4 separate regions of the Mus musculus genome follow, and all the other regions are linked to region 2. Evidence: chromatin contacts called from public HiChIP or PLAC-seq data. All regions are on one chromosome and are shown on one strand. Each heading gives the region's core, a stretch centred on a gene start, on an enhancer-like site or on the middle of the called end of the contact. The rest is flanking DNA. Distances are from core to core; before and after follow the strand shown.

What was found. HiChIP or PLAC-seq counts read pairs in DNA pulled down with a chosen protein or histone mark.
Region 1: an HNF4G HiChIP or PLAC-seq map of pancreatic cancer cells shows a contact between it and region 2. The contact joins the promoter of Inmt here to the enhancer-like site in region 2. A contact is called at or near these places in 1 of 39 promoter capture datasets (liver), 6 of 484 Hi-C or Micro-C datasets (the G1E-ER4 cell line, the N1E-115 cell line, nephron progenitors and 1 more), 3 of 115 datasets of contacts at active chromatin or transcription factors (embryonic stem cells, memory CD8 T cells and pancreatic cancer cells) and 2 of 9 other capture datasets (adipose tissue and liver).
Region 3: an HNF4G HiChIP or PLAC-seq map of pancreatic cancer cells shows a contact between it and region 2. The contact joins two enhancer-like sites. A contact is called at or near these places in 3 of 115 datasets of contacts at active chromatin or transcription factors (double positive thymocytes, embryonic stem cells and pancreatic cancer cells) and 2 of 9 other capture datasets (adipose tissue and liver).
Region 4: a FOXA1 HiChIP or PLAC-seq map of pancreatic cancer cells shows a contact between it and region 2. The contact joins two enhancer-like sites. A contact is called at or near these places in 3 of 115 datasets of contacts at active chromatin or transcription factors (double positive thymocytes, embryonic stem cells and pancreatic cancer cells) and 3 of 9 other capture datasets (adipose tissue, liver and pancreatic islet).

The regions. Positions count from the first base shown.
Region 1 is chr6:55,173,214-55,178,965 of GRCm38.p6, reverse strand. Inmt (indolethylamine N-methyltransferase) reads left to right here and starts at 3,976. Exons shown (of 3, transcript NM_009349.3): 1 at 3,976-4,139; 2 at 5,473-5,680. The coding sequence starts at 3,983.
Region 2 is chr6:54,954,255-54,960,453 of GRCm38.p6, reverse strand. All of the region lies in intron 1 of Nod1 (nucleotide-binding oligomerization domain containing 1), which reads left to right. Among named protein-coding and RNA genes, the nearest start is that of Nod1, 15 kb to the left of the region's middle. Within about 2 kb of position 3,898, at least 136 of the 459 cell types and tissues checked have an H3K27ac peak or open chromatin away from gene starts, as enhancers often do. A contact at or near this core is called in adipose tissue, liver, pancreatic cancer cells and 1 more, where this site is marked.
Region 3 is chr6:54,748,759-54,754,362 of GRCm38.p6, reverse strand. No RefSeq gene overlaps it. Among named protein-coding and RNA genes, the nearest start is that of Znrf2, 65 kb to the left of the region's middle. Within about 2 kb of position 2,117, at least 53 of the 459 cell types and tissues checked have an H3K27ac peak or open chromatin away from gene starts, as enhancers often do. A contact at or near this core is called in adipose tissue and pancreatic cancer cells, where this site is marked.
Region 4 is chr6:54,771,265-54,776,912 of GRCm38.p6, reverse strand. No RefSeq gene overlaps it. Among named protein-coding and RNA genes, the nearest start is that of Znrf2, 43 kb to the left of the region's middle. Within about 2 kb of position 1,397, at least 66 of the 459 cell types and tissues checked have an H3K27ac peak or open chromatin away from gene starts, as enhancers often do. A contact at or near this core is called in pancreatic cancer cells, where this site is marked.

The DNA.
Region 1 (5,752 bases), core at 2,727-5,226, 220 kb before region 2:
AGGCAAGAGGCCATCTGCTACAGAACACTGCCTGCTTGGGGAAGTCAGTCTGCTATCATCTGGTTGAATAAGACCCACCATGTTAGAAAAGCTACCTGCTTTACTTAAACTCTGCCACTAAAAATTTAATCTCATCCAAAACAGCATGACCCAGCCCAGTTGACACACAAAAGGAACATCACAAAAATGAGGGCTAGTATCAAAGGGTCATTATTGCCCTACACGCATATGGCTATATGGTAAAGTCTTGCACAGCCAGCAGCAAACAGCTGTAGTCCTGATCCCCACCTCCCCAGCCAGCCTCCCGCTCAGGTACTATCTGAGCTAGCTACCCAGCACCTCATCCCACTTGTGTTTACAGAATGTAAACATGGCTACACTATCCAGAGCCAATGCTGTGGGATGGATGGGACACACTGGGGTCCCCATTCATACTTCCCAGAACTTCTGTGTTTGTCCACTGTTTCAACTGGCCCCTTGATCCTCCAGAGGACTCTCCCTCTGGCTTCCACCTGCCTCCCCACCACCTTTGCCTTCTTGGTCTCTGCTGATTGGTAGAATCTACTGACTCCATCCCACTCAGAGGGGGCCCTCACGGAGGTAAGGAAATCTTCTGAGTTGGCCTCTTATGAAAAGTGTTTTTCCACATCAGAACCAGCGATGCTGAACTTAACAGCATTACAGGATGCTCATCTGGGATAAACAAAAATGTTTCCAGATATTGCCAGCAGGCCCCTTGTAGGCAAAACTGCTGCCCGATGAGAACCACACTCCCAAGGTTTCTGTTTCTACTGGGACAGTTTCTGACCCTTTAAAGAACATGGAGCTACAAGAAATCATACTCAGGAAGACCCCTGCCATAATTTTAAGCAAACAGGCAAATTTCACGCTACCTATGCAGATAATGAGGCCACCTGAAAATTCAGTGAATGAGGAAAGACTCGGTGTCACACCATGTGAGCAGCCACACTCAGCCTGCATCCCCTGCCATCCTGCCTGGGCCTGTGGAGAGAGAATCCTGCCAGGAAGAGGAAGCCCAAAGAAAGACCTGCTTTCCCAACAAACCCCACTTCACTCCAAATCCCAGAACCAGGGTTCAATATCTTCTCACACACCATCACCCTGAACAGTTTCCCAAACCCTGAATGGAAGGAAGTCACCTCAAAGAGAAAGGAAAACCTCAATTGTTTTCATGTTTTCTTAGAAGGAAATTAAGCAGATACTGATCCTAAAAAAATTTCAAAGGTAAAAATAAAACAACATGGAAATTCTCTGCTTAAATTATCTGTACTAAACGTTTTCAAGCCTTGACTTGAAACTTTAAACTCACGTATGAAAAAACCCAATCAAAAGCCAGACCAAAATCACCAATTCTATTCATTACTGCAGTTGTAAGAATTTCAATTGTTGGACACCGGGGGGCGCCACTAACATATTCACATAGCTGCACAGACACTTGTGGGCACAGGGAGGAATGGATCTTTGAACAAAAGCTCAGTCTCAAGTGTCAGGGGTGGATGTGAGAAACCCTAGATACATGTCACACCTTCAGTGTCTCCACTCATGTTAACTCACTAGGATTTAGCTTCCTTCAATCGATTTTAAATAAGTTTGAGTAGGCGACTAATCGCATTTTCTGTAACTGCACGACAGCAGTGCAGCACCGTTGTCATGACGTAGAAACAGAGTTCAGGCTCTGTGAGTCCCAGGAGAGGGGGCAGTTGTGCCTTCCACAATGACAGGATGAGAATGACAATGACAGATGGGTTTACATCCTGTGGAGATGGTTCCCCGAGCTCCAGGAAGCCCGAGAGAAAATGATCACCTTCCATTCTGAGTGGCAGGGCTCATTCTTCTGGCTTGAAACATAGTGTCTGGGGCCATGATGGAGATCCAGGGACAGGATCAATCACTGGGAGTGATTGATTCCCTGAGCTTATAAGGCAGTGTGTGAGCAAGTCCATGAACCACCCAACTGAAGGTCAGAGAGCCTGAAGGATGATGAGCAGGGTGAGGCTGGGGCTGAGTCTGTGTTCCCACTTTGGGCGTGAATCTGGGGCCTCTGCTGCTGACAGCGACCTGGGGCATCACATTGCCCACTTCCTTGTTGTTGAGGGGGCAGATACCTTGCAGGTTGTTGTGAAAAAGCCAGGAGACCCCTGTCACATAGTAGGCAATCAGTGTCATGAACTTTCCCCACTGTGGCATGCCCATCCTCCCAACGTTTGCCCCTGGGAACCCACTCTGAAGTTTGCTACCCAGACACTCTCACCCTTGGATGACTTAGAAAGAGATGAGGCAAGTGTGTGTGTGTGTGTGTGTGTGTGTGTGTGTGTGTGTGTGATCACTGCAGACTCCCTTACAGCAGAGTAAGAGTCTACACAGCCTCTGTCCATTTTCCCTTTGCAGTAGCAGGTCTAGTTGGTTATTTTTTCCAACCTAACACACACTAGAGTCACCTGGGAAGAGAGATCCTCAAGTGAGGAGTGACCTTCATCAGACTGGCCCGTGAGTGTTTCCTTAATTAATGACTGATGTGGGTGAGCCCCGTGTTCTGCGGGTGGTGTCACCCCTTAGCCAGCAGGCTAAGCAAACCATGGAGGGCAAGCCAGTGAGCAGTGGTCTTTCAATGTCCCCACCTCTACTCCTGCTTGAGCTCCTGCCCTGCCCTTCCTCAGTGACAAACTGTGGTCAGGAGGTGCAAGTCAAATAAACCCTTTCCTTCCCAGGTTGCTTTGGGTCATGGTTGTTTACCAAAGCAAAAGACGGCAAACTGGGGCATCATTTTTCAAAGCAACCAGACCAGACCACAGCAGATCTAAGTGAGCTGATGATTCTGGGGGCAGAGGACAAGATGCACATGTGCACACACGTGGATGTGGATGGGTGGCGCTCTGTGCAGTGTTGTGACACGTTTTCAATTGTTTGTCCAAATACAGGGCTTGGCAACACACAGGCCTAGTGATTTGGGGAGGTGCTGTCAAAGTTTACTCCCGAGCATAAGAAAAAGAAAAGGAAGAAAGAAAGAAAGAAAGAAAGAAAGAAAGAAAGGAAGGAAGGAAGGAAGGAAGGAAGGAAGAAAGAAAGAAAGAAAGAAAGAAAGAAAGAAAGAAAGAAAGAAAGAAAGAAAGAAAGAAAGAAAGAAAGAAAGAAAACATTAAGCCAAATGAGAAAACAAGACTTAAACCTTAAACCGCTGGGGAATCATTAACTCAGTTAAAGATAAGCTGTTTACAAAGGCAAGTTCACTGAGTGTAGAATAGCAGAGAGATTTGAAGATCTCTGGTCCTCCTACTTCCCCAGCCTGGGGAGCACTTCTGTTCTGGTTCTTGTTTTATTTGCCTTATCAAAGATGAAGCCCAGGGGCCGTGAATGTGTTGGCTGGGAGCCTGGCCCTGTGTCTCCACCCTCTACTCTTAACCCCATGAGTGAAGCATCCCTAATGAGACCCTCATCTCTTTGGTCTCTGCCTCTTTCTCTTTGTCTGTCTGTGTACCTCTGTCCCTATGTAATTCTCTCTCTGTCTCTCTCTCTCTCTCTCTGTCTCTCTCTCTCTGTCTCTCTCTCTCTCTCTGTCTCTCTCTGTGTCTCCATATATATATCTGTCTCTGTCTGTCTCTGTCTGTCTGTCTCTCTCTCTCTCTGTCTCTCTCTCCTGATCCCAGTTGTCCACATGCCACCCTAGAGGGCCAGGGATGAGAGCTTCAGGGCCCAGTGACCCAGGACAGGACTGGAGGCCCTCTAGCATTCTCTTGCTTCATCACAAAAATCAAATCCAGCCAGGAATCTAGCATTCTCTTGCTTCATCACAAAAATCAAATCCAGCCAGGAATCTGACACCTGCACTCTGAAACCATCTCCAGGGACCCTAGCTCCTCCCTGAGAAGGGAGGTCTTATAAAAAGATTATAAAAGGCATGGTGGGAAGGAGTGAGCATTCAGTAGGGGCAAAGGAGTCTGGACAGCTGTGTGGGCTGGCTAGAATGGAGGGCAAGGTATACATAGGAGGTGAGGACTATGAAAAAGAGTTCACTCCCAAAGACTACCTGACCACCTACTACAGCTTCCACTCTGGCCCTGTGGCAGAGCAGGAAATCGTAAAGTTTAGCCTGCAGAACCTCTACCAGACCTTCTCTACAGGTGAGTGGCTGAGGTCTCCCTGGGGAGGGGCTGGAACCATGCCAACAGGGAGAGCTTATTCTGTATATACAGATGCTACAGAGGTGACTGGTCTGAAGGCCCACAGGGCCCATAGATGGCAATGTGTGCAGATCCAGAAGAGCCATGCCTCAGGAGTGAAGAACTTGCCTTGCACCCATGATCAGCCTCAGTAGCTACACTCGTAAGCTTTGAGGGGTATACCCAGATTTGTGGAGCTCCTAGGCCCATGCTGAGAGAAGTGACATAGGACTGGGCACCAAGGCTACTTTTCCCTCTCCTCTTGCCAGAGGCCTTCCAGAAAGCTCTGCAGCCTTTTTGGAACCTTGAGTCTCTCTGAAAAAAATCCCTGATGAAAATTCTTCCCTGTAAACATGCATACAAGTTTCCATGATTTGCCCCCAATGTCTAAGGGCAGACTAAGGCTAGGGAGGGACAGGGGTGGCCAGTCAAAGTCAGAGAGCTAATAGTAACAGCAGCAAGAATGAATCATAAGACTTCAAGTGACCCAGCACTAATGGGGAGAGTGTGTTCTGTGTGACCCTGGAGGTCACTCAGTGTACTCCCCCACAAAAGCCTTCTTAGCCAGACATTCGGTGCCAAGGAACGGGTAGCAAGGAACAACCTCAGAATACAGAGGGAAGAAAGCCTGGTGCTGCTGGAGAAAGCTGGGGTATAGAACAGACTTCAGTCCTTGGCAGAGGCATGGTAGGTATAAAAGGAGACTGCAGAAGGGAGAGGGCAGGCTGAGAGGGCATACCCGGGGTGGGGGGTGGAGGTACACTGAGCAACTGACCTCCAGGGTCACACAGAGCACATTCTCCCCATTAGTGCTGGGTCACTTGAAGTCTTAGGCTTTATTCTTGCTCGTGTTACTATTAGCTCTCTGCCACACTTTCTTCTGTGTGGCTGCCTTTCCTAGAAAATCAGAAGGGCTCTTAAGAACTAGCTGGTGTCCTTCTCAGCCTTTATCCCAGACCCTGCCACTCTACCAATTCCCCCAATTTTCTAAATCCAATGTTCTTTGAAGTTAGCCTATGCCAACTGATTAGAGAGAGAGAGAGAGACAGTAATCCTGAATTTATCTGGAAGACCAGACATACCTCCCAGGCCTCCACTAGTATCCTGGGTCATGGGGAGGCAGTTAAGAATGTCAGCTGTTTCCCACCCCCGGCATTGCTCCCCACTCCTGTCAATGTACAGCCCAGAGGCAAGGGGTTGCTCCCCTTCCCAGCTGGCGAATCCTAAGGTGGTTTGGAGTCACTCAGCAGGATGTGAGGTCAGGGTGCGGAGACCTGCCATGCTATCTCCCCAGGAGGTGTAGGGGGCGACGTCCTGATCGACATTGGCTCTGGCCCTACCATCTACCAGCTGCTTTCAGCATGCGAGGTCTTCCGGGAGATCATTGTCACTGACTACACCCCGCAGAACCTGCAGGAGCTGCAGAAGTGGCTGAAGAAAGAGCCAGGAGCCTACGACTGGTCCTCCATAGTGCAACATGCATGTGAGCTGGAGGGAGACAGGTACCTGCAAGTGGTTCCATTTTGTCCACCCACCTCATCCTTCTCAGATAAGGCCCTTTTGTGGCTCAGACA
Region 2 (6,199 bases), core at 2,649-5,148:
TCGCCCAGATGAAGACAGTAATGGACAGTGTTCTACAACATACTAGAAAAGAAGGGGCAGATGAGGGCAGGGGCAGGGCTCTGGGGAGGTAGAACATTCTGTAAAGTGCCTGCTGTGCAACTGCAAAGGCCAGAAACCAAAGGCTAGGCATGCTGGTGTGCACTGGTAATCCCCATATGGGGGAGAAGAAACAAGTGGATCCCTTGAACTCACTGGCCAGCCAGTTTAGCCTGATCAGCTATCAGCTGGCCCAGCCTAATGAGAAACGCTCTCAGGAAAGGAAAGGAACCCAAGGTGCACAGCACAAGAGTTTGATCCCCATGGCTCATGGTCATGCATACGTTCATACCCCAACCCCCAACCTCCAACCCCACACACATGGAGGAAATAAGAGCTTTTGCCAAGAAAGCTATTTCTGTGGGGGCGTTCCTTCCCCCTTTCTGGGTTCCAGCTAGGCTATCAGCTGGTAGGAGATGGAATGGCTAAAGTAAAGTCAAATCTCCTAAAGATGGGTGACTGTATTAGTCAGGCTTCTTTAGAGTCACAGAATGTATGGAATATCTTTCTATATTGAGGGAATTTATCATAATGACTTACAGTCTGTAGTCCAACTCTCCCACAATGATCAGCTGTGAATGGGAAGTCCAAGAATCTAGTAGTTTCTCAGTCCCATGAGGCGAGCTGTTTCAGCTGGTCTTCTGTAGAAGTAGGTTCTAACAGATGTGCTGGCAAGTAAGTGCAAGCAGTTGAAGAATGAATCTTCCTACTTTCAATGTCCTTATGTAGGTCTCCAGCAAAAGGTGTGGCCCAGATTAAAGGTGTGCAACACAACACCAGGATCTGGGACTTGTTTTTTTCCCAGGATGACATTGAACTCAGAGATCTCTTTGCCTTAGTCTCCTGGGATTAAAGGCGTGTACTACTTTGCCTGAGCCTAAACTTTTCATGGCCACTATGCCACAAGATCTCCATGCCAAGATCCAGGTCAGAAACTTGTATCTTCCGGCCTCAAGATCTGGATCACAGGCGAGCCCTCCAATTCTGGATTGTAGTTCATTCCAGATATAGTCAAGTTAACAACCAGAAATAGCCATTACAGTGATTGAGGGGTGAATTCTCTAATTGGCTTCCCTCCTATAGAAATTGTGGTCTTGTGCGTGAAGAGGTGCAAGCTTCCTAAGCGGATCTATTGGATACCTCCCTGCTGCTAAGCGGATCTATTGGATACCTCCCTGCTGCATTGAAAACCAGTCTCAATCCAGCTTCCTCGTGGGCCCACTGCCTATTCTTGTCTAAAATTATTGTATCTGAGCCGGGCGGTGGTGGCGCACGCCTTTAATCCCAGCACTTGGGAGGCAGAGGCAGGCGGATTTCTGAGTTCGAGGCCAGCCTGGTCTACAGAGTGAGTTCCAGGACAGCCAAGACTACAGAGAAACCCTGTCTCGAAAAAAACAAAACAAAACAAAACAAAACAAAACAAATTATTGTATCTGTCAAAGGATTGGGAAGGGTTTGCCATATTAATGGATGATTAAGAAGTCAAACAAATCAAATCAAACAGTTGAATCTCATCCCTTGATTGCATGCCAAAGGTCCTTTGCAAGTTGGCAAGATGCTCCGCTCGGGCTGGAGAGATGGCTCAGCAGTTCAGAACATTGCAGCTTTCCAGAGCCCACACAGGCAAGCTCACAACCCCGTTTCGGAGGATCTGATGCTCTCCTGGCCTCCTCTAGCATTAGGCATATGCATGATGCATGTACAAACATAAAATAAAGGGACTCACGCGTACACATAAAATACAAATTACATTTTTTTTAAGTTGGGCAGTGATGATGCACGCCTTTAATTCCAGCACAAGGGAGGCAGAGGCAGGTGGATCTCTGCATTCAAGGCCAGTCTGGTCTACAAAGCAAAATGTCCACGAAAGCCAGGGCTATCAACAGCAACACTACTATCTATCTATCTATCTATCTATCTATCTATCTATCTATCTATCTATGGCTGATGCCTGGGGGGGGGGTGGGGTGGGGAGCTGCTTGCAGGCAGGCTGGCCATTTTTCCAGAAACGAAAGACTGAAATAGTGACAGCCATGTACCCACCCTTACCATTGTAAGCCCACAAAACTCATTCTCATTTCCTAAGCCACAGGAGGGGCTGAGAGAGTGAACCAGGCCCTAGTGGGGTCAGCACAGCTGCTGAATAGACAGCTGACTTCTGCCTGGGTCAGTCTTCAAAGAAGAAGGGGGCAAGGCTGTATAAACTGCCACATGGTCAGCAAAGTCATTGCTTCCCACACCAGGCCTTTCTGTGTCCTCTTTCTGTGACAGCCACAGTCCCTGAGTCACAGGCTTCTTATGAGCTCTCACTCCAGGGAAGGCGCTTGAGGAGGAGGAGTCAGGACTGGGGAAGAAGTAGAGTGGGTGGCCGGATTCGAACACTGGCCTGGCTTGCTTTGGCTTACATTGGTGCTTATGGCCAGCCTTTATACAGAAGTGCTTGTAAGATGGCCGGGCCACGTAACAACAACTTGGGGTGTAACTCTAATTAGCATCTGCTATGCTGTTACAGAATAGTTTTCTGGGAAAGGCTCGTCTCAATCTGTAATCTCGTCCTCTGGTATTGCAACAGCAACTTGGAGAAAGCTGGGGCGATTTATTTGGAAAAATACAGAGTTTCAAAAGAATGAATGAAGGTTCCCAACAGCAGGGCGTGTCAGGAAAGGGCAGAGTCATAAGGCCACTGGGGCTGATGGGGAATGACTTCTTTGAGTGTTCTCTTCTTGATTCAACCCAAAAAAGTAGATTGCTACTTTTAAATGGCAATCCGTAAGTTACTGCTGTATAATATAAAGCAGTGCTTTTCAGCTAGGCATGGTGGTGCATGCTTTTATCCCTGACGTATGGGAGACCCAGGCAGAAGGATCTTGAGAGCTCGAGGCCACAATGCAGTACACAGTAAGGCTCTCTCTTAACATGAAACTAAAACAAACATAATGCTCATAGAACATTTCAGATTTGAAAAATATAGGTTGATGACACTTGGCAAATATGCATGTGTGTGTGTGTGTGTGTGTGTGTGTGTGTGTGTGTGTGTGTTTATATATATGCTCTTCCCTCAGTGTCTGCAGGGATCAGTGTCAGGATACTCCAAGGAAAACAAAATCCACCAGTGCTCAAATCCCTGATACAAGACAGAGTGATTATCTTCATATACCTACACATACCATCCTGAAAATTTAAATCATCTTTAGATTTTTATGACACCTAATGCATTGTAAGTGCTATAAAAGTGGTTATAGCATTCGATTCAAGAAACAATGACAAGGAAAAATCTACAAATTCTTCCATGTTTAGTGAGGTGCGATATTTTTCTGAATATTCTTGATCCATGGTTGGTTGAATCTGAGAATGTGGAATTCACAAATGTATACACACTATACACACACACACTACACACTACACACTACACACTACACACTACACACACACACACACACACACACACACACTACACACACACACTACACATACACTACACACACACACACACATACATAGAGCTCTCACTCAAGATATTTCTATGTCCCCAGGAGTTTGCATGGCTGTTGTTTTGCAACCCGTGTCTCCCAGCTACCATCTCTCGGCTTCTACACAGAGCCATACAGTGTATTCTGTTTTATTGAGTCTGACTTTCCTCAGCCTTGAATCTGACAGCAGTGATGTATTTTATTGCACTCACATGTGCCTGGTGCTGAGTTATGTGTCTGTAGACACTGCTCTGACTCAGTCATTCAATTCCTCTGGGAACTGCCAACTCCTTTCTCACTGTCAACAGCAGGGGCCTTGTTGGAATGAAACAAAACCAAAACCCTGTCAGAACTTCTGATTCTCCTCACAGGGCAGATTTCTTAGAAAGGGAAGTTGCTAAAGACACTTCTCAAGGCTGTTGATGCCTAGTGTTGAGCAGTATCAGCTCACCACAAGGAAAGGGAGAAAAATAAAAGCAAACCCTGAGCCCTTGGCTCATTTTTGTCTGTGGACTCTCAACAGCTTTGTTAAGACATCAGATGAGGCCACAAGTCCAGAGTGCTTGAGAGCAATCTTTCCACTCCATCAGCTAAAACTAGTGCCATTCAATATGTCACACATATGTCCTCTGATAGATCTCAAAGCCCTCAAAGTTAGATGTTACTAAGATAAAACCTGGTCCTATAAAATGTCCTTGGAAAGCTCCCTCAGTTTGTGAGAGTGACACCATAACACCTGCTCTCAGTTGACTTCAAACCTACCAACAGTGGAGGTCACACAGCAGAAAACCTCTTCTAGCTTCCCCCTAACTGTGGGTAACACCTCTCATGTGTGAATTCTGACAGTAACATTGCCTAATTACTTTGCACCATTGACTCTTAACTTGGAGTGCAAAGTCTAGAAAAAGAGAACACTCTTTATAGCACACCTTAACAGGACCTCTCATGTACCTCTGGCAAGAATTTAGGAATGTGATGGGGAAAGCCATTGTACTGACAGTGATACCCAGTGGTGGGATGTTATGGTCCTAGCATTGTAGACATTGGACCAAGCAAGGTGTTATATACAAGACTAGAAAACTGCTTCATTAAAACTGTAGCTTCTGGGCAGAAGGAACTGACAGGGAACTAAGTTGCAATCAGGCTATGTACTGACAAAGGGCAGTAGGTTTCTATTTCAAGAGTACAGAGTTGCAAAATTGCATCTACCACCTGCATATTTTATCCTAATTTTTCTATTTCATGTCCCACCCTGCGTTCTGCTGCCCGAGGTCTCATTTTCAGGCCACATCCACGGCCTTAATTTGTTTCTTTGGTTGTTTCCTTGGGCTGTCTGGACAGGATCTCCCTTCAACTCCCATCCTCAAGGCTCCATATATAGAGCTGGGAAAACCTCCCCCTACAGAGTGGCCTAGCTCTGTAAAGTCAACCTCTGCCATTCCTCCTGCCTCTTCTCCACCCTTTCCTCTCCCCCCCCCCTTCTCCAGCCCTCCCTTTCCCTTACTCCTCTGCTGTCCCTACTACTATCTACCCTCAGCTCCCTTGCCTTCCACTGGCACCCCAGGGCCCACCGTTTGGCAGGTTGTGACCTGGGAGACGCTTGGCTCTCTGTTTCTGGTGGCACCAGCTCATGCTTGGTCACTCTCTCTGAGGTGTCTCATGGCAGTTTGCTCTATCTCTGGCTTTGGTTTATTAGGCAATGTTTTTCTTTGTTTCCTTTTTTATGTCCACCATAACTTCCTTAACTTCCTGCCAAAGAGAGCTCACTGCCCTCTGAAAATTACAAAAAAGCACCTCTTTGCCAGCTAGGGGTCATGAACCTGTGGCTTTGTTCAGGTGGTCAGAAATCAGGAGAGAGTGTCCCCTTTTGCTGGTGAACTGTGAAGAGCCCGTGGTGGAAATTACAGGAAAAGCCTGGGAAGCCGAGGGACCATGTTTGTGGGAATTGCAGGCACGGAAAGAGAAGCCTGGTTAAAAGCCCACTCCCAGTTGATAAGAGTTGGGTCAAGTGGAATGAAGGCAGTTGCTCAACCTCCTTTCCCCAGCCTTCTAAACACGCTGACTCACCCGGGAAGAACCGCGGCCTTTCCCTGTTCTCTCACACTTGTGAGCATTTCAAGAGAAAGTTTCCACTCTGGGCTTCAGCTTCCACTTTTCTCACAGGCTTCCAGAGCCACCTCATCCCTTGCAATGACTTGCTGCTGTTACAGTTCTTGCCCTCTGTTTCTTTGACGATAATTTATTTATTGAGCTAGTCAGTTATGGTTATACATTTTTTATTTTTTGATCTCACAATATACATTTTCAAAGCACTTTAAAATGTTTTTGAGATTATAATATAATTATAGTATTTCTCTGTTCCTTTTTTCCCCTTCCAAAATGTTCTGTATTATCCTTCCTCACTCTCCTTCAAACTCATGCCTTTTTTTCCTCACTAATCCCATGACTGACACCATGGATTAAAGGTAGTGAGAATTGGCCCTGAGGGCTGGCCAGTCTGAGTAAGAGTGGCCTAGACAGAATATGGCTGCATATATATGTATATATATGTGTGTGTGTGTGTGTGTGTGTGTGTGTGTGTGTGTGTGTATGTGTGCGCGCAATATATATTCCTACATATAATCCTTCAGGCCATGTAACGGTACTTGTATGTATACTTTCAGGGCTGACCA
Region 3 (5,604 bases), core at 868-3,367, 200 kb after region 2:
TCCCGACCACTGAGCTACATTTCCCAGTCCTCTAATCTCTTTTTATTGAAAAATGTGTAAAAAAATTTTTTTAAATGTAAATGAAGAAAATACCTAATTTTAAAAAAAGAAAAAAATGTGTATAAGCCTATGGAAATGCAGTGATGCTTGGAATCTATGTATACTTGGAATCTATGTACACTGTAGAATGACTAGAATGGCTAACTAACTGGCTAGTTAACGTGCATTACCTTACATATGTACCAGTGGTTTAATAATAAAATTTTGACTTGATAGTGGGCAGCAGTAAGATATAGGCAGTCTTGAGTCTAAGAAATGATAGCCTGTCTCCTCGGTTCTTCACAAACTCCTAGGAATTTCCTATTTCCCTTTATAAATAAGAAAATTAAGACTGAAGGCAGTGAGTAGCCAGCCCACTTAAACACACACAGCTAACAAGGGGCAGACCTGGGATTTGAACCTGGGTTCAGATCAGTTCCTAGCCCATGATTTCAGCTAACTCCATAGATGCAGCACTCGGGGAAAGATGTGCCTTTCCTGCCCAAGTCCTTTCTTGCAACTGACTTTTCAAACTCTTAGAATTTAGGGGGACCCCCCAAAAAGGGGAAGGGATCTCCAACAAAGGATTAGTTCTCAAAGAGAACTGGACCAGAGGGTTTAGGAGCAGTCTGCAGAACTCCTGTGAGCCAGTTCTCACATTGTTGGTCAGCATGGGTTTTTTTTTTTTGTTTGTTTTGTTTTGTTTTGTTTTGTTTTTGTTTTTGTTTTTGTTTTGTTTTGTTTTGTTTTGTTTTTAGTAGCTCTAGGGTGTGTCTTTACAATTCTGTTTCTACAGATAAATATCAGCTAAAAACCCCCAAAACTTTTAGAACCAGCTCAATGCCACCTGACTGCATGTGTGGGTGTTAGGGTGTCTGGTAGGATGCTTGCTAAGCAAGCTGCGGGCTTGTATTAATGGGCAGCCCGGCTTTCTCTCTTGGACATATCACACAGTGCACCCCTAATTTAGCTTGCTGCCTTAAAGATGGTATCTGAGAACATGAAGGGTTTATAGGGGTTTCCCAGAGTATGGGGCTTGGGTCCTGAAACCTCGAACTGTCTAGTATAGAGGGATGATCTCCGGGTGATGTAGGATGGAAATACAGCCATATGTTAACTGTGATTGGGGGCCTGTACCATAACAGAGATTTTAATTTTCCTATGCTTGTCTACAATAGAAAAGCCATATACTGTGTTTGCTATAAACATCTGTTTGGGATGAAAGGAAAAGGAACATTTATCTTACCCTGTCAGTGGGGAGAGGGTACTAACACCACCTGCCACCTCCTCTTAAGTGCCTCACAGTGAGAGAAGACAATAGAAGCCACAGACAGCATCTGAAATAAAATCTGTACAAACCTAAGAGCTGGCAAGGGTCCCAAGCATTTATTAAAGGTGCCAAAGACCTGATTCTTTTTTGGGGGGGGGTTCTCTGTGTAGCCCTGGCTGTCCTGGTACTCACTCTGTAGACCAGGCTGGCCTCAAACTCAGAAATCCATCTGCCTCTGCCTCTGCTTCCCAAGTGCTGGGATTAAAGGCATGCACCACCACTGCCCAGCCCAAAGACCTGATTCTTGCTAGGTGGACCGAGCTGATTTCAGACTTCCTGATAATCCTTCTTTGTCGGGCTTCAGAGTGCAGGGTTTACAACACACAGCACCACACCTGGCTTAGAGACAAATTTCACTTGGCAATAAGAAGGCTTAGATTAAAAGTCATATTACTTGAGGGTTTTGACTTTATATGTATCTGTTTTATATTGAAGCAAACAGTACCCAATTCCATTTAGGAGACTAAGAGGAAACTTAAAGGAAACCGAATGGGTCATAGTTCAGGACACAGGGTATGAATTTAGTCTGACTTGCACTTCTAGAAGGAGCCAAGGATGGAGATGGCTCTGGCATGAAGGACCAAGGGAAAGAAAGCTCAGAAGCATGCCCTATGCTCAGGCACCAACCCTGCTGATGGACAGGTGGGGCCCAGCCCTTGGCAGAGGCACAGTTATTGAACCCGAAGCCTCACAAGCTCTCTGGAAAGCACTGGTGTTGATCCAAGTCTGTCATCTGCCCTGACCCTCACTTCCTCTTCTCTCTTCTGTTTGCTTCTTGCTGCCCACACAGGTTGGGAAGGGCGTGTTTGCCTGCCATTCTACACAGAAGCAACACAAATATTTTTAACCACACTGAGGTCACTTCCTAACATTAATAGGCCCTTTTGTTCGTTGTTCAACAGGAGGGGAAAAAATCCCCCAGCTCCTCACATAGATCTTAAATTAGGCTTGAATAGAAAAATAATTTTTATGCTTTCCTCTCACATTTAATAAACATTATATGCTGGTGTCATTTCTCTAGGGGCTATATGACTTGGCTCAACAGAGGTGGGAAGAATTTCTACCCAATTGCCTTTTTTTTTTTTTTTTTTTAGCCTTAGTTTCTTACTGTCCTCCTACGCATCCACCCCCAAGAGAAAGATGCCTGGAGCCTGTCAGACATCACCATGGCACCTTTTCTAAACAACTTCTCAGAGCTTCCTTCTTGCTACATGGCAAATACATCACTCGGCAGCTGGTCCCTTTTCCTCACCTGCGTAACGAAACTTGTGGTTTATTATAAACTTGGTCCAAGGCCTAATTTCTATTCATGAAATCCTGTCATCATTATATGAAGAAATGTACTGTTTAAGGGCCAACATTATAATGAAACACTGGCCTGGCAGGTCCCAGCAGTGGGAATTGGCAAGTATGAGCCATGTTGTGTGGAGTGGTGAGCGAGGAGAGTCAAGGCCTTCAGCGGCGTTGTCTCTGAGCAGGTCACTGCCTTTCATTCTCTGTTCTCATGCTTTTGTATGCATTTTTATTAAGCAGCCTGTCTCCCTTCCCTACTTTCTTTCCCTGTCCTCTTTTTCTGTGTGCACATTTATCTGTATGTGAGTGTTGGTCTATGCGAGGGTTTGTATGTACATGTGGAACTGAGAAGATAAGCCCAGGTGTCATTGTTGGGGAGCTAGATTAGTTAAACCTCTCTTTGCTGTGATCAAACACCTGACAAGAAGTCACTCAAGAATGGAAGGCTTTGTCTTGGCTCATGGTGTTGGGGGATATAGTCAGTGGGAAAGGCATGTGCGGGATCATGAAGCCTCAGGTCCTGTTTCTTCGTCAGTCGGCAGCCAACAGAGTGATGGATGCTTGAGCTCCCTTACTTAGCCTTCTCCTTTTTGTTCAGTTTTTGGCCCCTGCCTACTGAGCCACTCGTGGTTAGGATGAGCCCTACCTTCATTAGCTCAATCTAGATGCTCCTTTATAGACACGCCCAGAAACTGGTCTCCCAGGTGACTCTACATCCCATCAAGTTGACAGAAGAGATTAATCATCACAGGCACCTTCCAAATTGTATTGGGGACAGGGTCTCTCACTTACAGGCAAGGCTGGCTGCCAGTAAGCTTTCAGAAATCTACCTAGCTCCACCTCCCCTCTTGGCATTGCTGGGATGAGAAGCAGGTGTCACCACATCTGGCTTTCTGTCCTTGCGCTCTGGGAACCCAGACCCAAGGCCTCATGTTTATGAGGTGAGTCCTTTACTGACCTAGCTGGGACAGTTTGTCTTGGATCAGTTCAAGTTCTCATTTCAGAAGTTTCAAAATGCTGCCTGTTCTGAGAACAGGGAAGAAAGTCAGCAAAACTAAGCATCAGACACACAATGGCTTTGTCTCTCTGCCCCCATCACCTGGGGATGTTCCCCACCCTACAGCTCCAAACCTAGGAGAGCTACACAGACTCCATTGTCTCCACTTGGCCTTATCATCCACTTGGACTGTGTGGATGTGACAGGAATGGTTAACAGCATGGGATAAGATTGGCACCGAAGACGTGAAAGGGTCTTTCAACCTGGATAAACTGACTTAGTAGAGACTTGAGTTTCTCATGGGAAAAGACAATGAGGTGATTCATATCTCCTGGAATATTGACATCTTTTGATAATCCAGAAAGAAAAGCAAAAGGAAAGGAAACATTCTGGGCCAGGGAAGCCCTGCTCTGAGGTGAGCTCTGCGGTGGTGGTGGCAATGGCTCAGCCATTGATTTCCCAGAATCAGGAGGTTTACAGGATGATGAGGCGCTGTCTCGGTCGGGATTCTAAGTGGCTGCTTCTCAGTCATTGAGCTTCGAGAAGCTCAGGTCTTCTCTCACCCCAAATCATAGTGGTCAGAACCACAAAACACTAGACCGTAACGGGAGAGGTGTGTGCCTGCACAGCACTTCTCAAAATGTGCTCTGCCTGGCAACAATCCCAAGACACAGTGTTGCAGCATCAGGTAGCCATGAGGATTTGCCTACAGCATATATTATCGTACACACTACAATCTTGAGCAGTTGCAATGCATAATTGTACATTGAAGGCTCCGAGACAGCTGGGCATGGTAGTGCACACCTTCAATCCCAGTACTCTGGAGGCAAAGGTGGGTAGATCTCTATGAGTTTACAGGCAGCCAAGTCTGCATTGCGGGCTCCAGAGCAGCCAAAGCTACACAGCAAAGCTCTGTCTCAATGAATGAATGAATGAATGAATGAATGGACTCTGAATCACTGGGGACTGGGATAACTCAGTTGTTAAAATGCCTTTGTGCTTTGCAGGCACAAAGAACTGAGTTTGAATCCTAGAATTCATATGTAAACACTAAATAAAAATCTAAGCACTAGAAAGGCAGGGATTGGCAGATCCTGGGGCTTACTGGCCACCAGCCTTGCCTAAATGGCAAGCTCCGGGCCAGTGAGGGATTACGGCAAAAATAAATAATGAATGATACTGCAGGTGTACCTCTAACCTCCACATGCGGGTGCACATGTGTACATGTTTGTGCTTGTGAAACAAGGATGAATAGCAACATATCTACCAGAAATGTTACGAATGCGCCTTATCACCAGTAAATCTTTCCTGCTCCTGAGAGATGCCCTTACCATCTTCCCGAAGAGCCGATAGTCACATATTCTGCAAGTGAGGTCTCGCAGCCAGACCACAAACATCCAGAAGTGGGAGCCTTGGTTGGTACACAGCTCACACAGGCTGGCAGCCCTGGAACGGAGCCATCACACCTGGTGTGGGCTAACTGTGGACTCATTTCTAGAGGCGTAAAGGATTCTGTTTGCCAGGACACCCACAGGAGGGTGATAGCCAATCAGAGACTGTCACTTTTCTTGCAAACAGTGGATCTGAGGGAATGTTTATGACATTTTCTATTACTTCTCAACATATTTTATACTATTTTACTTAGAGTGCTTGTGTTTGTATGAGATGCACACGTGTGTGTTTGATGTGTGTATATGGCTGTTGCTGTGTGTGCGTACTCTTGTCACACTGCATGGGTGGAGTCAGAGGACTTTGGGTGTTATCCTTACCTTCCACCTTGTTTTGAGATGGGATTCCTTTCCTGAATACACCAGGCTAGCTGACCTCCAGCCTCCAGAGATTGTCTGGTCCCGCCTCCTGTCTCACCTGGGAGCACTCGGATTACAGACATACCTCGCCCGTGACTGGCTCCCTTCTGGTCTTTGCATTGCCACAGCTACAGCTT
Region 4 (5,648 bases), core at 148-2,647, 180 kb after region 2:
TGCCACTTGGTGGGAGGGTGGAGTGGAGCTGCTGAGAGGAGCCCCTCACACTGCTGGGTGGGATGGCTTTGGCCAGCCTCCCCCCAAGGCCAAGGGTGGTGGGAACATCAAAGGTCTGCTTCCTGACTACAACATGAGATCTTGGCTGGGCAGAGACAGCAATGTTTCTCTTCTTTGGTTACTAGGATAACTTGTACCAAGAGTGGGGGAAATAACCAGCAGAGTCCACATTGTCATGAAGAGAAACTCTCCTCAGGAGAAACAAGGAACAAGGTGTCCCTGTCACAAGACTAAACCTGCTTCCTTTCTGGGCTCCAACTCTGAGCCTCAAGGTGGAACGACACATAGGTTCCATGGACTCTAGCTACAGTCTCTCTATCAGGACCCTGACTCTGTAGCCACCTACTGTCTGATATGCCTCTATCTGTTCCCCTCCAGGGACCTGGAGAGCAGAGACTATTTTTCTAGCAGTGTCCAACACAACCTAGAGCAGGGCAACACACCATCACTGCTTGCTGAATGTCTGTCTCTATAACAAATTAAGCCAACTCAGGTTACAAAAAGTCAGTGCTAGAGCCCCACAGCTCTGGCTTCTGGACCAGTAATTTTTGTGTCCTGTTTTTGTCAATGTTGTATTGCTGAGAAGGGACACCAAAACCACAGCAACTCATACACACACACACACACACACACACACACACATATATATATATATATATATATATATATATATATATACACACACATATATATTAGGGCTTGCTTACATTCAAAGCTTTAATTATTATCAGCTTGGTGGAAAGCATGGTGGTACACAGGCTGGCATAGTGCTGAGAGTCCCACATCTGAATCCACAAGTAGCAGGAAGAGAGAGGGAGACACTAGACCTTCCTTGAGCATTTGAAACCCCAAAGACCACTTCCTCCAACAAGGCCACAACTACTCCAACAAAGCTACACCTCCTCCTACTAGTGCCACTCCCTGATGACTAAGCATTCAAATATATGAGCCAGTGGGGGCCATTCTTACTGAAGCTACCACATGTCCTGGCTGCTTTATGGTTGCTGTTCCATGACAGCCTGTAACCCCACAGCCAATAACCTATGCACTGCCATTGACCCCACACACCACAACCCAAATGGGTAGGGAAGGAGAGCATTGCTAATGCTCTGAAGGATTAACTGCCTTACTCTGAAGGACCTGAAGGCCAGCTTCCCTGATGTGGGCTCCTCTCTTACCTCCCCTCTGAGCTGCCTTCACATCTCCTCATTCCGTGAGTGGGGAAGTGTGAACTAAAAAACCTCAGGCCCTTGCCAAAGACACCTACCTGGCACCACCTCTGAGTCTCACCTCTGCTTTTAACCTCACAGATTATGTTTAGAAGCTAAGGCAGCCAGGTGTGATAGCTAGTACCTATAATCCTAGCACTAGGGAGGCAGAAGCGTGGTGAGTTCAAGACCAGCTTGGACTGCAGGGTGAGACTGTCTCAGAGTCTCTGGTGTGCTGTGTAATGCGTCAGACAGATTTTACTGCTATGTCAAATGCCTGGGGTATTCTGCTCACAGCAGGGGGCAGCAGGGGTGGGGCAGCAGGGGTGGGGCAGCAGGGGTGGGGCAGCAGGGGTGGGGCAGGCTTTCTTTTGGGTCATGTTCTCAGGTTTGGTCTATGGATGTTTGTCTCCATCATTTTCTGCCATGACTAGGAGGATATGATAAAGTAGAACTACTCAGTTCCCTGTGACTGCAAGGGGCCAGTTTTCCCTCAAGAAAAAACAAGAAACAAACACACAGAGAAAACAAAATATACAAACAAGAAAACAAGATAAACAAAAAAATATGCTCAAACTAAGCAACTTAAGACAAAAAGTATACAAAAATTTTATTGAATTGGTTTGTTTTTGTCAATTCTGGGCACAGGGCCTTCTCTGAAGTATGATTGATATACCCATTGACACTGCATTGAGAGAACTAATTTCTCTTTAGTAGGCTGGTGTTAATGGCAGATAAGTTCTTGCTTGGGGTAAGAGCCCATGTCCTCTTCCTGCTCTTGATGCTAGGACTCTGACTGCCTTGAACCTGTGCAGGCCCTGTGCCTGCTACCACAGTGTCTGTGAGTTCATATGTGTGTTAGCCCTGTTGTGTCTGGAAGACACTGTTTCCATGGAATGACCCATCCCCTATGGCCCCTACCATCACTTGGCCTCCTCTTCCACAGAGATCCCTGAGTCATGAGGAGTTTAACGAGGACATCCCATTTGGGACTAAGTGTCTCAAAGTCTCTTACTCTATGCACATTATCCAGTTGTTGTGAATCTCTGTGTTAGCTCCCATCTACTGCTACGGGTATAGCAGAATGTCATTGGGGGTCATTGTATTGTTATGTTCTTTTAACAGAACAATAGTAGTTGTTCTCCCCACCCCTGCTTCAGACTCATGGCCTTTTCAGACTCAGGTTCTTGGCAAGCTAAGGATTTTCAGGTACAGGTTCCATCTTATGTAGTAAGCCTTAAATCCCATCAGCGGGCAGTTGGTTACTCCTATAAGGCTTGTGCCACTTTTGCACCGGCATATCCAGCAGACAGGTCACCAGTGTAGGTAGGTTGTAGGGTTTGTAGCCAGATGGAGGAATACCTTTTACCTCTATAGCATGCAGAATACCTCCTAGTAGTCTGAATGTTAGTCAGGAGGGATGAAGCCTCTGGGCAAGCACCTGCTCACTTTCTATGTGCTTGATGAGATATATCAAGTATTGCCTTCAGCAGAGAGCCTTGACATCATCATTTTTTGAGGAGAGCAGCCAATAGCCTTGGAAATGGCCTGGGATGTTTGGGGGGCCAATGACTCAACAAGATGTAACCTATTCCCAGGTACTGGATGCTTCACTTGGTGGTATAAGATACTGTCTCTTCCATTATTTGGTGACTTTCTTTAGATTACTTTTGTATATGTATATATTTTAGGAAGCATCGACAGCAGCAGACATGGCTCCTGTGGCCCCTCAAATTGACCTGGTGTCAGTTGTCCTTCCTCATAGTTCCTCCCTTCTCCTTCTGTTCCCTACCCCTTCCCCTTAGCCCTCCCATGCCAATCCCCCCTCCCCTGCATCCTCTCTATAACAACATATTCTATTTCCCCTTCCTTGGGAGATCTGTTCCTTTCACCCAGGCCCTTACTAGGTATCTAACCTCTGCCATTATACAGATTATAGCACTCAGATGGAAGATTACAAGCTAGCATCCACACAGAAGAGAAAACACGCGTTTGTCTTCTGGGACCTGGGTCCCCTCACTCAGGATGACTGTTTTTAGCTCTATCCACTCACCTGCACATCTCATCAGCTTCTCTTAACAGCTGCATAAGATTCGACTGTGTAAATGTAGCACATTTTCACCATCCGTTGATCAGCTGATGGACATCTAGGTTACTGCCAATTTCTGGTTATTACGAATAAAGCAACAATGAGCAGGAGTAAGCAAGTGTCCACAGTGGGGTGGACTTTGGGTCTATGCCCACGAGGTATACAGTTCTTAAGATTTGTCTTTTTAAATAGAAACAACTGACTTTAAAAGCCCACAGAATATGATATAAGGTAAGGACTTCAGCCATCACTGACCTTTCCTTAGCTGTTTATCACACAGCTGTCATTTCCCTCTCGTTCTTGGAATTGCCATTCTCAGATGCAGTGATCAGAAGAGAGAAACATTTTATACTTAGTCAAATCCATAAGCATCATTTCAAAAATGTTCAACTGGCTTTTTTATCTCAAACTAACGTGAACTACTGGTGTGCCAGTTAGTTTTTCTCAACTTGACACAAGCCTCAGACATATCATGGAGAGAGGACCCTCAACTGAGAAATTGCCTCCAACAGATTGGCCTGTAGGCCAGTCTGTGGGGACATTTTCTGGATCGATGATTGATGTGGAAGGGCTCAGCCTCCTGTGAGCGGTGCCACCCCTGGGCAGATGATCCTGTGTGGTATAAGAAAGCAGGCACTGCAGGCCAGGTAAACACTGTTCCTCTGTGATTGATTGATTGATGGGCTATGATGTCAAGGTCCACCTGAAATAAACCTTCCTCCCCAAGTTGCTTTTGTTCGTGGTCCCTATCACGTCAATAGAAAGCAAACGAGGACAGCTCTTTTCTGAAATCGGTGGGCATTTTAACATCTACTTTGGCTTTGTACGTATTTCTGCCTATAACTTCTTCACCTGGACCATAAAACTTTAATCACACTGAGAAAAGTAATTCAGTGCACAGCCAGCAAGCTTCCAGGAGTATTGATAACATGAAACAGCCATCATTTAGAATTTTAAGAGGCAACTATCTTCGGAGATGGACTATTTTGTCACAGACATCGTTGAGAAAGCAGATCGACTTTCTCACACACAAGAGTTTTAAGAATTCTCTGCAGATGACAAGCACTCCCAGCTGAGTCCAGGGCAGGTCCGACCCAACCCCACGCAGCAGGTGCACCCAGTATCTATGCTTTGTGTGTCTTACAGGATTGAAGATGACTTTGTTTTTGAAGAGTTTCAAGGCAGGATGGTATCCTGGGTTCTATAAGAAAGCAGACTGAGCAAGTCATGTGAGCCAACCAGGAAGCAGCACTCCTCCGTGACCTCAGCACTAGTTCCTGCTTCTGGGTTCCTGCCCTGTTTGAGTTCCTGTTCTAACTACCTTCGATTCTGAACTGCGATGTGGAAGTGGAAGTCAAATAAACCTTTTCCTCCCCAACTTGCTTTCTGGTCATGGTACTTTGTTGCAGCAATAGAAACCCTAAGACAGCATCCTAAGATAGGGGATGGTGACACATGCCTTCAATCCCAGTACTTGGAATGCAGAGGCAGGAGGATCTCTAAGGCCAGCCTGGTCTACAGAGCAAGTTCCAGGGCAGCTACAGAGAAACCCTGTCTCAAAAAACCAGAAAACAAACAAACAAAAAACCAGTGTCCCAGTTTGGCTTCTACCAGCTACTCTGGTGCTGAAAATATTAACTAATTTTTCTAAGCCTCAGTTTTCTGGTCAATAAAATAGGATAATTCTATTAGCATTTAACAGTTGTATCCAAATAGAGTGGCTTTAAAACAATGGGCATGTATTCTCTCACAGAGTCTGGGAATCAGGAACTTAAGGGAGACTTAGCTGGGTCTGGCTCCTGTTGTAGCTCACAACTGTCGGCCGGGGATATGGTCATTTGAAGTCTAGCTTGGGCTGTGGGGTCTGCTTCTGAGGGTGAATGATCATGTGACAGGTACATTGCTGGTAGTCTTGGTCTGAAGGCCTCAGTGTTTTGTTTTGTTTTGTGTTGTTTTACCACATAGGCCCCTAAAGGGATTTGGTGCACTATTTCCAGAGCATGTAGGTGGGCCTGCGATCAATCTGAAAGACAGAGGCAGAAGTCGCCACACCTTTCATGATACAGCCAGCTGCAGGCGTTACACTATACCAATGTTCGCTGTGTTCTGCTGTCAACAGACCAGCACTGGTGAAGCACAGGAGGGGACGTGCTCTGGGGGAAGCCTGGAATTCAGGCCCATTGCCAGCTGTCTCAGTTGCTGGGAATTACACAATGGCTGGCACCTACAACTGTGTTAACTGACAGCTGTTGGTAGATCTCATCGCTCCGTGCTTCTTGTCACTTCATGAA